Regions from separate parts of the Sus scrofa genome. Here regions 1 and 2 are each linked to region 3. A link is a contact called in public Hi-C data. All regions are on one chromosome and are shown on one strand. The core of a region is the stretch at or near the end of the contact, and the rest is flanking DNA. Distances in the headings are between cores, read along the strand shown. Region 1 overlaps PDE3A (phosphodiesterase 3A). Region 2 overlaps LOC106510350 (a long non-coding RNA gene). Region 3 holds the start of PDE3A (phosphodiesterase 3A).

The links. A called contact is a pair of places that touch in the nucleus more often than the background predicts.
Region 1: a Hi-C map of fetal skeletal muscle shows a contact between it and region 3, with 2.4 times the contacts expected there. A contact is called at or near these places in 14 of 47 Hi-C or Micro-C datasets (embryonic fibroblasts, epiblast stem cells, fetal heart ventricle and 8 more) and 1 of 2 datasets of targeted methods (skeletal muscle).
Region 2: a contact with region 3 is called in a Hi-C map of embryonic fibroblasts, with 2.5 times the contacts expected there. A contact is called at or near these places in 4 of 47 Hi-C or Micro-C datasets (embryonic fibroblasts, fetal heart ventricle, heart right ventricle and 1 more) and 1 of 2 datasets of targeted methods (skeletal muscle).

The regions. Positions count from the first base shown.
Region 1 is chr5:52,482,060-52,485,481 of Sscrofa11.1, reverse strand. All of the region lies in intron 3 of PDE3A (phosphodiesterase 3A), which reads left to right. Among named protein-coding and RNA genes, the nearest start is that of SLCO1C1, 170 kb to the right of the region's middle.
Region 2 is chr5:52,884,474-52,887,898 of Sscrofa11.1, reverse strand. LOC106510350 (a long non-coding RNA gene) reads left to right here. Exons shown (of 4, transcript XR_001308778.2): 2 at 3,378-3,425. Among named protein-coding and RNA genes, the nearest start is that of PDE3A, 150 kb to the right of the region's middle.
Region 3 is chr5:52,736,464-52,739,882 of Sscrofa11.1, reverse strand. PDE3A (phosphodiesterase 3A) reads left to right here and starts at 2,112. Exons shown (of 17, transcript NM_213736.1): 1 at 2,112-2,243; 2 at 2,274-2,638. The coding sequence starts at 2,114.

The sequences.
Region 1 (3,422 bases), core at 297-2,796, 250 kb after region 3:
TCACCAGTCTAGTTAACATCCATCACCATATGTAGTTACATAATTTCTTCTTGTGATGAAAACTTTTAAGATCTACTGTCTTAGCAACTTTCAAATATACAATAGAACATTATTAATGGTAGTCACTATGCTGTTTACAGACACATCATTTTCAACTTGAAGCATTCTGTACTTCACTGAACTTTGTCTCCATAAGGCCATTCTTTCTCTACCTCCAGTCCTTTGAGGATTTTCTCTTTTCCAGAAACTACTCATCCATATAACCTACTCTTATGCTTACTCTTTTCATATATGTGCCAGATTATAGAAAAGTGTAAAGTTGCTTTCTTTTATCAGTACTATTACTTCTTTTTGGCAGTTTCACTATTTTCTAGATAGTAGTTATTCCAGAATCAGTTTGCTGAATAAAATTTTTATTCATGATTTCAGTATTACAGTCTAATAGTTCTGTATATTTTTATTTAACTAAGATTAGAACATGAAATTGTGCTGGAAGGCTAAATGCTTTGGGATGACTTCTAGAAAATTTGTTTGTTTAAGAACAATATAATTGGTTTGTCTTTTTGCATTTCTTCAAGGCATAGAACTGGAGAGAGGAAATTGACATGTCTTGGGAGGTTTAGAGTATGCTACTTTTGACTTAACCATTTCTGATATCATTGAGTGCCTAAAAAGTACTACATACTAATTGAGGCTCTGTTAACCTGGTGAATGAAAAGTAGCATGGCCTTTGTCCTCCTAGAACTTTCAGCCTAAAAGAGGAAGATGAACTTTCATCAAATGATCATACACCAAAAGTCGAATTGAAAACCATCTCAAATGCAATGAGAGGTCCTACGAATGCACATGAGAACTGGTCAGAGATGTAAGATGTCCAGGAGTTAGAGCTGTCAGGGCTTTTCACCTGTTCTGTTTGTTTTTGGTTTTAGTGCTTCCAGTGGATGAAGTACAGGAGTGCCCCAATAGGCATTCCCATGGTAATCAGTTGGGATGCCCACACAGCAGTCCAGGGAAGATCTCCAGGGTCAGCAGTAGTTGGAAGCAAATCAGTAGCATAGATAAGTGCCCATTGCATGTGAGGTGGAAAGGAGAGGGGATAACACAGTGGAGATAAGGCAAATGTCAGTGAAGCTCCTCAAACCCTGGTGTTAGAATGTGCCTATTGATGGTTTTGTTTTATGCATATTTTAATCACAATAGAAAATGACATGTGGGAAAATTTAAATCAAATTAGGTATGGAAATGGGTCATGTGTACCATGGGTGGCTTATAAAAATGGAGAAAGGTGACAGAGCCAAAATACTTGTAATTCAGACAGATTCTTAAGGGTGTAATTATAGTTTCACTTTAACAGTGATCCTGAGGGATTTAACACAATTTAATTTTTTTTTCTACTTTCCTGCCAATAGTCTAATGTAAGGTTTTGTGTTTCGGTTTTAGTTTTTGTTCTTTTTTTTCTGTGACAAAAGAAACCAAACTGCCTGCTAATGAGTGAGCAGCACTCATTCAAAAAGCTGTTTAGACAGTTGGAGTTCTTTTTAAAAGGCAGAAGACTGCCATCTGTTGTTCACTGAAATTGTTTTTAGGCTAAGCAAAGAGAAACCTCAAGATCAAATTTAATAGCAGTTCTTAAAACTCAGCAAACAAAAGACCATCGAAATTCATCACCTTTGTGAGTTCATACTTATTTCAAAGACTGATTTTTTTTCTGTAATATTTAGAAGCTCACGCTCAGAGAATCCAGTTTCTTCCACTAACAGAAACAATAATGCTTTTTATTTACATAGCAACCTATACTTAACCAAGCCTTGCCAGCTTCATCTGCCTCAACAGTCACGAGAATAGTCCATTACCTGAATTCCTCCTAGCTTTGCCAGCCACTTCATCTTTTATAATTAGGGAGTACCAGCCTGGAAGTCAAAGACAGCTAAGGTTATCTTTTTAGAGATAGGAGTGCTTACTTGAGTAAGCAATTTCTTAAGTATGTCTTCTTTACTAAATAATAAAACAAGATTCTCTGACAATTGTTTTTTTGAGGATATTGAGTGACTTTGCTAGTGTCTCAAAGATCTTAGAAAATATAAACAGAAGGACTGCTTTTTGTTTTTGTTTTTGTTTTTAAACAGTTTTGGGCTTGGGCTTATTTGCAGACAGATTGTAAGGAAATATAGGAGGACACAAGGCCATGTACTACATCCTATATGGTGACATGGAATGTTCTTTGAACATCAAAAGAGAAGGAAGTTAAGAATTCTGGTAGCTGCTGGAGTTTGCTGTGTCTCACAGTGGGTCAGCCAGCCGAGGTGTTTTTAGAAAGAAAGCAGTTTGATGAAGGGCCCTATATATTTTCCTCCTACTGTACATATGTATTATCCTAAGGAGCAAATCCAAATGTCAACTCATATTCTCTGCCAGAAAATTAAAATAAGCAAACATCTGCTTCCTTAGGATGACATTTAGCCAAGGTTCAGCCTACAATGAGTTACTGCAAAATTTTCACATGATTTCATTTTTAAAAAATTTCCCAACCAACTTCAAGTCTAAAATTATAAATGGGTCCTATGAAATTATAAACACATATGCAGTTTTGCTGGCTCTGAGGTCAGAACCAGTAATACACCAAAGATCATTTACGGAATCCAGCTCATCTTCTACATGAATTTAGTCCATTAAAGACTAAAACACTGCTCCCTGGTATCGAAAAGAAAGATTTGGAGGGTGAGGGGTGGCAGCTCCCCAAAACCCAGCAGTCATCTTTTCCCAGCATTAGGACCAGAGCTGGGTAAGAAAAAGTCCCCGTGACTTCTTTTGTGTGTCATCCCTTACACTGTTTATCCCTGCCGTATCCCAACTCCCTTTTCACCCTGAGAATGTTCTTCCCATGCTGTGTTTGCCTCCCAGGATGACTACATAGAAAGAAAGAAAGAAAAAAAAAAAAAAAAAAAAAAAACTCCCAACAATGGAGCTAAGATGCCTGCTTTGAGAATTCTTTTCACATGGTATATTATAAATCATACCAGTGCAATCACCCATATTAACTGAAACCAGGGCCTCTGTACAAATTACTTTCTAAGACCCTAAAATTCATCTCAGAACTATTATGAGTACATGGGAGTGGGGAACACAGTCCATTTTATGACTGTCTTTACCTGGAAGAAAAAAGTGAAACTATTCAAGGTTTTTTAATGTTTTGTTTTGTTTTTATTGGTAGAGAAATTATTTCTCTAGCATAATTCTGCCTTCATTTATAAAGAAACTGCTGACCCAGTGTGTGTAGTATATACATGTATGATATGGATTCCTATGTGCACATAACCTTTTTCAATGTAAAAACAATAATTATGGTGGTACTACATAGTATTTTTCCAACTTGTACTGTGGGCTAAGCACTCAGCTGATGTCTTTATGTGCATGATTTCATT
Region 2 (3,425 bases), core at 804-3,303, 150 kb before region 3:
TCACTTATGATGATGGAGCATGATAACGTGCGAAAATAGCATGTGTACATGTATGTGTAAGTGGGTTACCATGCTGTACAGTAGAAAAAAAACTGTATTGGGGAAATAACTATTCAAAAAAAAAAGAGTTGGGCCAATGACTCAAGTTCTTCAAATACCTATCATCTTCAAAATGTTTAATGTGTAATTTGTATAGTTATTATAAAGAACAGGTGTTAGCTGCGAAGTATATGACATGGTAGGGGTAGTTATATTACTACTAGCAATAAGCGCTATTAGAGTTAAAATTCAAAACTATACTTGATTCCAAATACATATGACACAAGCCTTAATCAGAATGTTGCAGCCCCTGGGACTGCAGTGGGTATGTAACTCATTCTGAGTTGACCAGTTAACTTTGAGACTTACATGGGAGATAAGATCAAACAATCTTTTTCTGATAGATGTAGAGCAATGAGAATGTGAACCTAGAAATCTTTGTCATCTTTTGCCACCATGTAGCATGAACTAGTCAAGAAGTAAAGCTAAATTCAAGGATAGCAGAGTCAAGAAAGTAATGGTAAGCCCTAGTTCAACTGGGCTTGAATGAAGTCGGCTGTAACTACGAATTTTTTTTCGGTAAAGGAGCTAAGTAATATAATAACCACAATAAGAAAAATAAATTTCTTGAGAGTTCCCATCATGGCTCAGTGGAAACAAATCTGACTAGTATCAATGAAGACTTGGATCTGCTGTGGCTGTGGCTGTGGCTGTGTCTGTGGCATAGTGCAGCAGCTACGACTCTGATTCTACTTCTAGCCTGGGAACCACCATATGCTGTGAGTGCGGCCCTAAAAAAAGACAAATAAAGACTAAAAATAAACAAATTTTCTTTTGGCTTAACTCACCTGGAATTGTTTTCATTCACTTGTCTCCAAGAGTACTGAATAATAAAATTGGAATTAGCAAAATAGACACTCCCTTTGGAATAGCAATTATGTAGGGATGGGAGGGATTGTAATCAATAAGGGGAAAGGACAATATTAGGAAGTAGAAACAGTGTACATAGGTCACTTGTTCTATAAGATGGGCTATTTAAAAACTATTTTTAGAGAGTTTCTGTTGTGGCTCAACTAGTGGATACCCAACTAGTATCCATGAGGATACAAGTTCAATCCCTGGCCTCGCTCAGTGGGTTAAGCCTCCCACATTGAGCTGCAGCATACTTCACAGATGTGGCTCAGATCCCAAGTTGCTGTGGCTGTGGTGTAGACCTACAGCTGCAGCTCCGATTTGATCCCTAGCCAGGGAACCTCTATATACCCCAGGTGTGGCCCTAAAAAGAAAAAATAATTTTTTTTAAGTTAAAAAATATTTTTAAGGAGAAGGTTCAGTAGCTAGAGTGCAGACAGAGTTGAGGAAGTATTCGTTTCAAAGATGGGAGAGACTTGAGCATGTTTATAGACTAAGGGAAAGATGCCAGTGAAAAGGAAAAGGTTGACAGTACTGAGAAGAGAAGGGATAATTAATGGAGGAAAGTCCAGGCAGAGACAGGATATGATGAATATTTCTGTTGCCACGAAATCTCTAGTAAGGTCTAGTGTCTGCTCAGATGGTAAATTTGACTAAATATGTCCAATTCTTTTATTTAAATTTTTTTTTACTTCTTCAGCATGTCTAAATATATATTTTTTATATCTTCTCTTATCTCTCTTCTTTTCTAAATCATATGAAGCCTTAGAACATCCCACTCTCCCACCGAAAACAAACATGCCAATAAACAGAAATAAAAGTCCCTCTTCAAACTGGCAGAGACTTTCACAGCCAAAGGAACCCCAGGATAACCGAAGGAATCTCAGCAGAGTCATTTTGTAGGTTTTTAGGTTCTGCTCTACTTTTTTTTTTTTTGTCTCTAATTTTGTACAAGCTGATGCACAGAAACAATGGGGAAGAGGATTACGTCAAATGTATGAAAGAAATGGCAGGAATCCAATGGGAAAGACATGCCCTCTGCATTTGGCAGCAGGAGTGCGGGGAGGCAGTGGCTTTGTAAAGTGATGAGTCACACTTGAACAGATGCTCTGGAAGGAATTAGTTCAAGAGAAGGCTGGAGAGCTCCCGGACGTGTATGAGTGCCTTGGGCCATTAGCAATATGTGTGTGATCACAGAGAGACAAGGAAACCCTGAGAGCCTCAGACCTTCTTTTTGGAACCAGCGCAGAAAAGGATCCTTGTTTCTTGTGCCTCTGTGCTGGGTGGAAAACCACAGCCCTTCTGTGCTAGTGAGAGAGTATGTCATCAGCACTACTTTTAGAAAACTTTATCTTGATCTAGTGTCTATAATACAGATTTTAAATATGGTAACTAGATAAAGCAAGCCAAGACTATGAGGAAAAGATTAATCAAAAGTCACCTGGGCCACAAAATCAATGAGCTTGAGAAAACCTGGGTGAGAGATGGAGGAGAGAAGAGAAAACTTTTTCTTTAACTCAGAATTAACCACTGAAAAACAAGGAAGAATCTGAGCTTCAGCAATTGACTAGCATAGAGACAAACCCGAAAATGATAGCCAGGCCAAAAACAAAACCCAATTTAAATATTAAACTTACCTTTTGAACATTATAAACACCGAATTCTATGTGTGCCATCAAAAGTTTCCATTTCTTGTGCTAGTAAACTGTGCAAGATTTAGTGCCTTGAGTGGAGAAGAGCTATCTTTTTGCAGTAATATTCAAAATAAATAAATATAGATATCTATAGACATAAATAACAGCTATTATGATTCTATTTGTAGCACTGTTTCATGGTAATCATATACCTTTGAACAGCAGTAATAAAATTCCAGTCTTACAACAATCAATCACCTTTTGATCTTGTGGTATAGAATAATATAACTCTTTGTTATACTCTTGAATGTTCAGATTTGACCAGACAATAAAATATCATTAGTCTTTTGTAGGTTAAATTATCAAAAGGTGACCTAAATCCCCACAAATTGGTTTTTTAAGTGAAGTCCCATGAAATCAATATAATTCTGTGGTAGAAAATACAGCTGAATTTGTTAATTGGTTCATAAAGTATCATTTTGTTTCTAAAGCATTAAATGAGAGGTCAAGAAAGAGAATTGGTTTCAGGCCAGCTAGAATGGATAAAGAACTGTTAGGATAGAGGCTGTTGATTGAGGGCATCAGAACACAGCTTCGGAGTGTGCCAAAACAGGAGCTGTTGTAATATAAAGCTTAGTTTTTTTTTATTTCAAAATACCAAAAGTTCTTAAGAGGAGAGAGGAGAGAGAACACTTCTTGTTCTGGGAACCCTAGGTGAAGGCACAAAGCCTGTACAACCCAACTGTGATAAAATGAATTGACCTTTCCATTATTTCACTTGCATTTGCTTAGGAGAATAACCTTGACCCTGGATTACTGTGGAATTGGACTGAAGTCTCT
Region 3 (3,419 bases), core at 863-3,362:
CTATTGTTCACCTACCTGTCCTCACTGCTTTTCCCTTGAGATTTCTTTATACGGCTTTCTGATTGACTGTTTTGGCTTCATAACTTTGTACACCTTCTTGAGGCTAGGGTCACTTAATCTCAAAATAATTTGCCATCCAACATCAACAATTGTTCACTAATACTCTCATATACTTCCTTTTTAAAAAAATTTTAAGTAATACTAAAAAACCCCCTGCTCTTCCGTCCTACCTATCCTTAATAATGTTCTCATGGTCTAGGTTACTTGTTGAGATTTTCCATTATTTGGACCAACAGGAAAAGCTTGGGTTCTCTGTTGAAAACAGACCTTCCCACAAGAGCAGTCAAGGCCTCACAATGCCACCTGAATTTGGTTTGCTGTTGTACCTGACTTGAGAACCTATAAGCACCTTCGAATCACTCAGACAGTAGATGTGGCTGTCATGTTAATAACAGTGGGAAGTCAGTTGGCTCCTGTCGCCTGCCAAGTATCCAAGCACAATCCTTTTTTTTTTTTTTTTTTTCTTTTTTCCTTCCAACATCTTAGACAGCTCAACCTGAGGGCCAGCCGTAGACCCCCGCGGTCCCCCGGCTGCAGCGAGCTGGGCAGTTCACGTGCCTCAGCAACCCATTCCCCAGAGTGCTGGCTGCGCAGCACCGCTCTGGGGAAAGGAGCTCTGGTGCTGAGAGTAGCGCCTCCTCCGGGGGAGGGCCGGGAGCTGGCCTGCGCAAGCTTTCCTAGGGAGTTGCCTTAAAGAAAGCAAGCGGGATTGCAGATAGCTCCAGCTGCCTGCTTTTTAAATACAGTTTTAAGCAGCGTCTTCACTCCCTTACCTTCTGCAAAATTGCAAATCACTACCAACCTCGCACCAAAAAGAAGGGGGCGGGGGTGGGTGGGAGGGGGGAGAGCAAATCTCCTTCTCCCTTCTCACTTTCCCTTCCTTTCCAGCTCTCTCTTCCTCCCTTCCTTCTGCCGCAGCCGCTTGTCTCTCGGACTGTGTCTCTCTCCAACCGGACTTAGCAACTTCTTGCTTATTTCTCAGCCCGTTTTCCATTTTTTCCACCCTTTGCCATGAACTGGACCGACAGACGCAGGGGAGGCTGTGCTTTCTGCCCCAGGGAATGGCGATTCGCTTCCCGGGGCCGTGCCGGGGAGGATCGGCAGAGAAGAAAGAAAGAGTGATAAAGAGCTGCTGAAAGGAAGAGAAGGGGGACCTCCGTCTGCCGCGGGCCCCGCGCGCAGTAGCGCCCGGGATGGTCCCGAGCTCTCCCCGCGCCTTCCGCGCCTCCAGTGGCTGCGGTCCCCGAGCGCTGGACACCTTGGGCAATCTTTAAAAATCCCAAAGTAGGGAGAGACCCTGGAGGACTGAAGTCGGGGGTGGGGGTGGAGCGGAGAATTTTGCAGAGCTTTTCCAAGAGAGAAAAAGAGGAAGTCTGATTCTTTCTGCCTGTGCTAAGCTTTTAACTTGAAGGCGTCTCTTTGGAGCATCTAGTATTCTCCAGGAGTTGCCGAAAGCTGAAACTTTCGACGCTCCCAGGCTGGGAGGAGAAGGAGGGATTCCGAGGGTGGGATTGGGAGGAGGGCGAGCGGGCGTGTGTGCGTGTCTGTGTGTGTGTGTGTGTGGCGGGGTGGGAGTGCCTGGGGGACCTCGGGGACTCCGCGAAGAGGGCGCACCATGGCAGCGCCGGGCAAGGCCGCGCGCGTCGGGGCTAAGCCCGGCCACGGGGAGGCGAGGCCGGCCCCCGCAGATGGCCGGGACAAGCACCCTCGCGTCGCCACCGCACCGCCGCGGGACTCGGGTTGCCGCGGCTGCTGGGGAGACCTGGTGCTGCGGCCGCTCCGGCGCTGCCGGAAACTTTCCTCCGCGTTGTACGCGGGCTCCCTGTCCTTTCTGCTGGCGCTGTTGGTGAGGCTAGTCCGCGGGGAGATCGGCTGTGACCTGGAGCGGAGTAAGGAGGCGGCGGCGGCGGCGGAGGAGGAGGAAGCGGCCCCGGGCGCAGAAGGGGGCGTCTTCCCGGGGCCGCGGGGTGGTGCTCCCGGGGGCGGCGCGCCGCTCGGCCCCTGGCTGCAGCCCTCGGCGCTGCTCTTCAGTCTCCTCTGTGCCTTCTTCTGGATGGGCTTGTACCTCCTGCGCGCCGGGGTGCGCCTGCCTCTGGCCGTCGCGCTGCTGGCCGCCTGCTGCGGGGGGGAAGCGCTCGTCCAGATTGGGCTGGGCGTCGGGGAGGATCACTTACTCTCGCTCCCCGCCGCGGGGGTGGTGCTCAGCTGCTTGGCCGCCGCGACATGGCTGGTGCTGAGGCTGAGGCTGGGCGTCCTCATGATCGCCTTGACTAGCGCTGTCAGGACGGTGTCCCTCATTTCCTTAGAGAGATTCAAGGTCGCCTGGAGACCTTACCTGGCGTACTTGGCCGGCGTGCTGGGGATCCTCCTGGCCAGGTACGTGGAGCAAATCTTGCCGCAGTCAGCGGGGGCGGCTCCGAGGGAGCATTTTGGGTCCCAGCTGCTTGCTGGGACCAAGGAAGATATCCCGGTATTTAAGAGGAGGAGGCGGTCCAGCTCCGTGGTGTCCGCCGAGATGTCCGGCTGTAGCAGCAAGTCCCATCGGAGGACCTCTCTGCCCTGCATACCGAGAGAACAGGTAAGCGCCGGCAGCCCCTCTCTCGCGCCTATGGGGAAAACTTGAAACCCTTGAGATCCATCACAAAGTGGAGGGGATTCGATCGCTGGGAACAGAAGGAAAGATAGCTTAGAAAAGCGCTCTAACTTCAGCCTTAGTTGGAAACTAGCGAATTTCCCCCCTCCTCTCACGCAATATTTTATAACCTTGAACAACAGGAACACGAATAAGTAATAAAACTAGATGGCATTTGCAGGGTCTTCCACAGCTGGGCCAACTTTTTAGATTTGCTACACCTGGCGTATGGCGCCTTTGCACTTTTAAGTGCCCACATACTTTCCTCCTTTAGCAGAAATGTTCGAATTAAGTTTATTTATTTATTTTAATTTTTTTTTTAAGCAGTGGGTGATTTTTAAGACTTGGATTTTTACTAGGTTTCTATTTCTTTTTATAAAATTTCTTTCCTCTAAAGGGACAGGTAAACGTTTATGGAAGTCAGTAAAAATATTCTAGAGTACAAACAAAGAATACTTGAAGTGAGGTACTGATTATTTTCTGGTTTTGCAGTGTCTTAATTGAGGAGATTGTGTTTGGTGGTGCCCAGTTTGTTTTTAAATGTAATTTGGGGACATACATTATCACATGCTAATCTGTTTTGTTTATAAACTTCAATTTGGGGAATAGTTTTTCTTGCGCATCAGAATTTGTCAAAATTGTGGACTGTGCTTTAATGTAAACTAAAAAGAGACATTTCTCTTATGTATCTACATACTTAAGTGAATATTTAGAAATTCAAATGGAT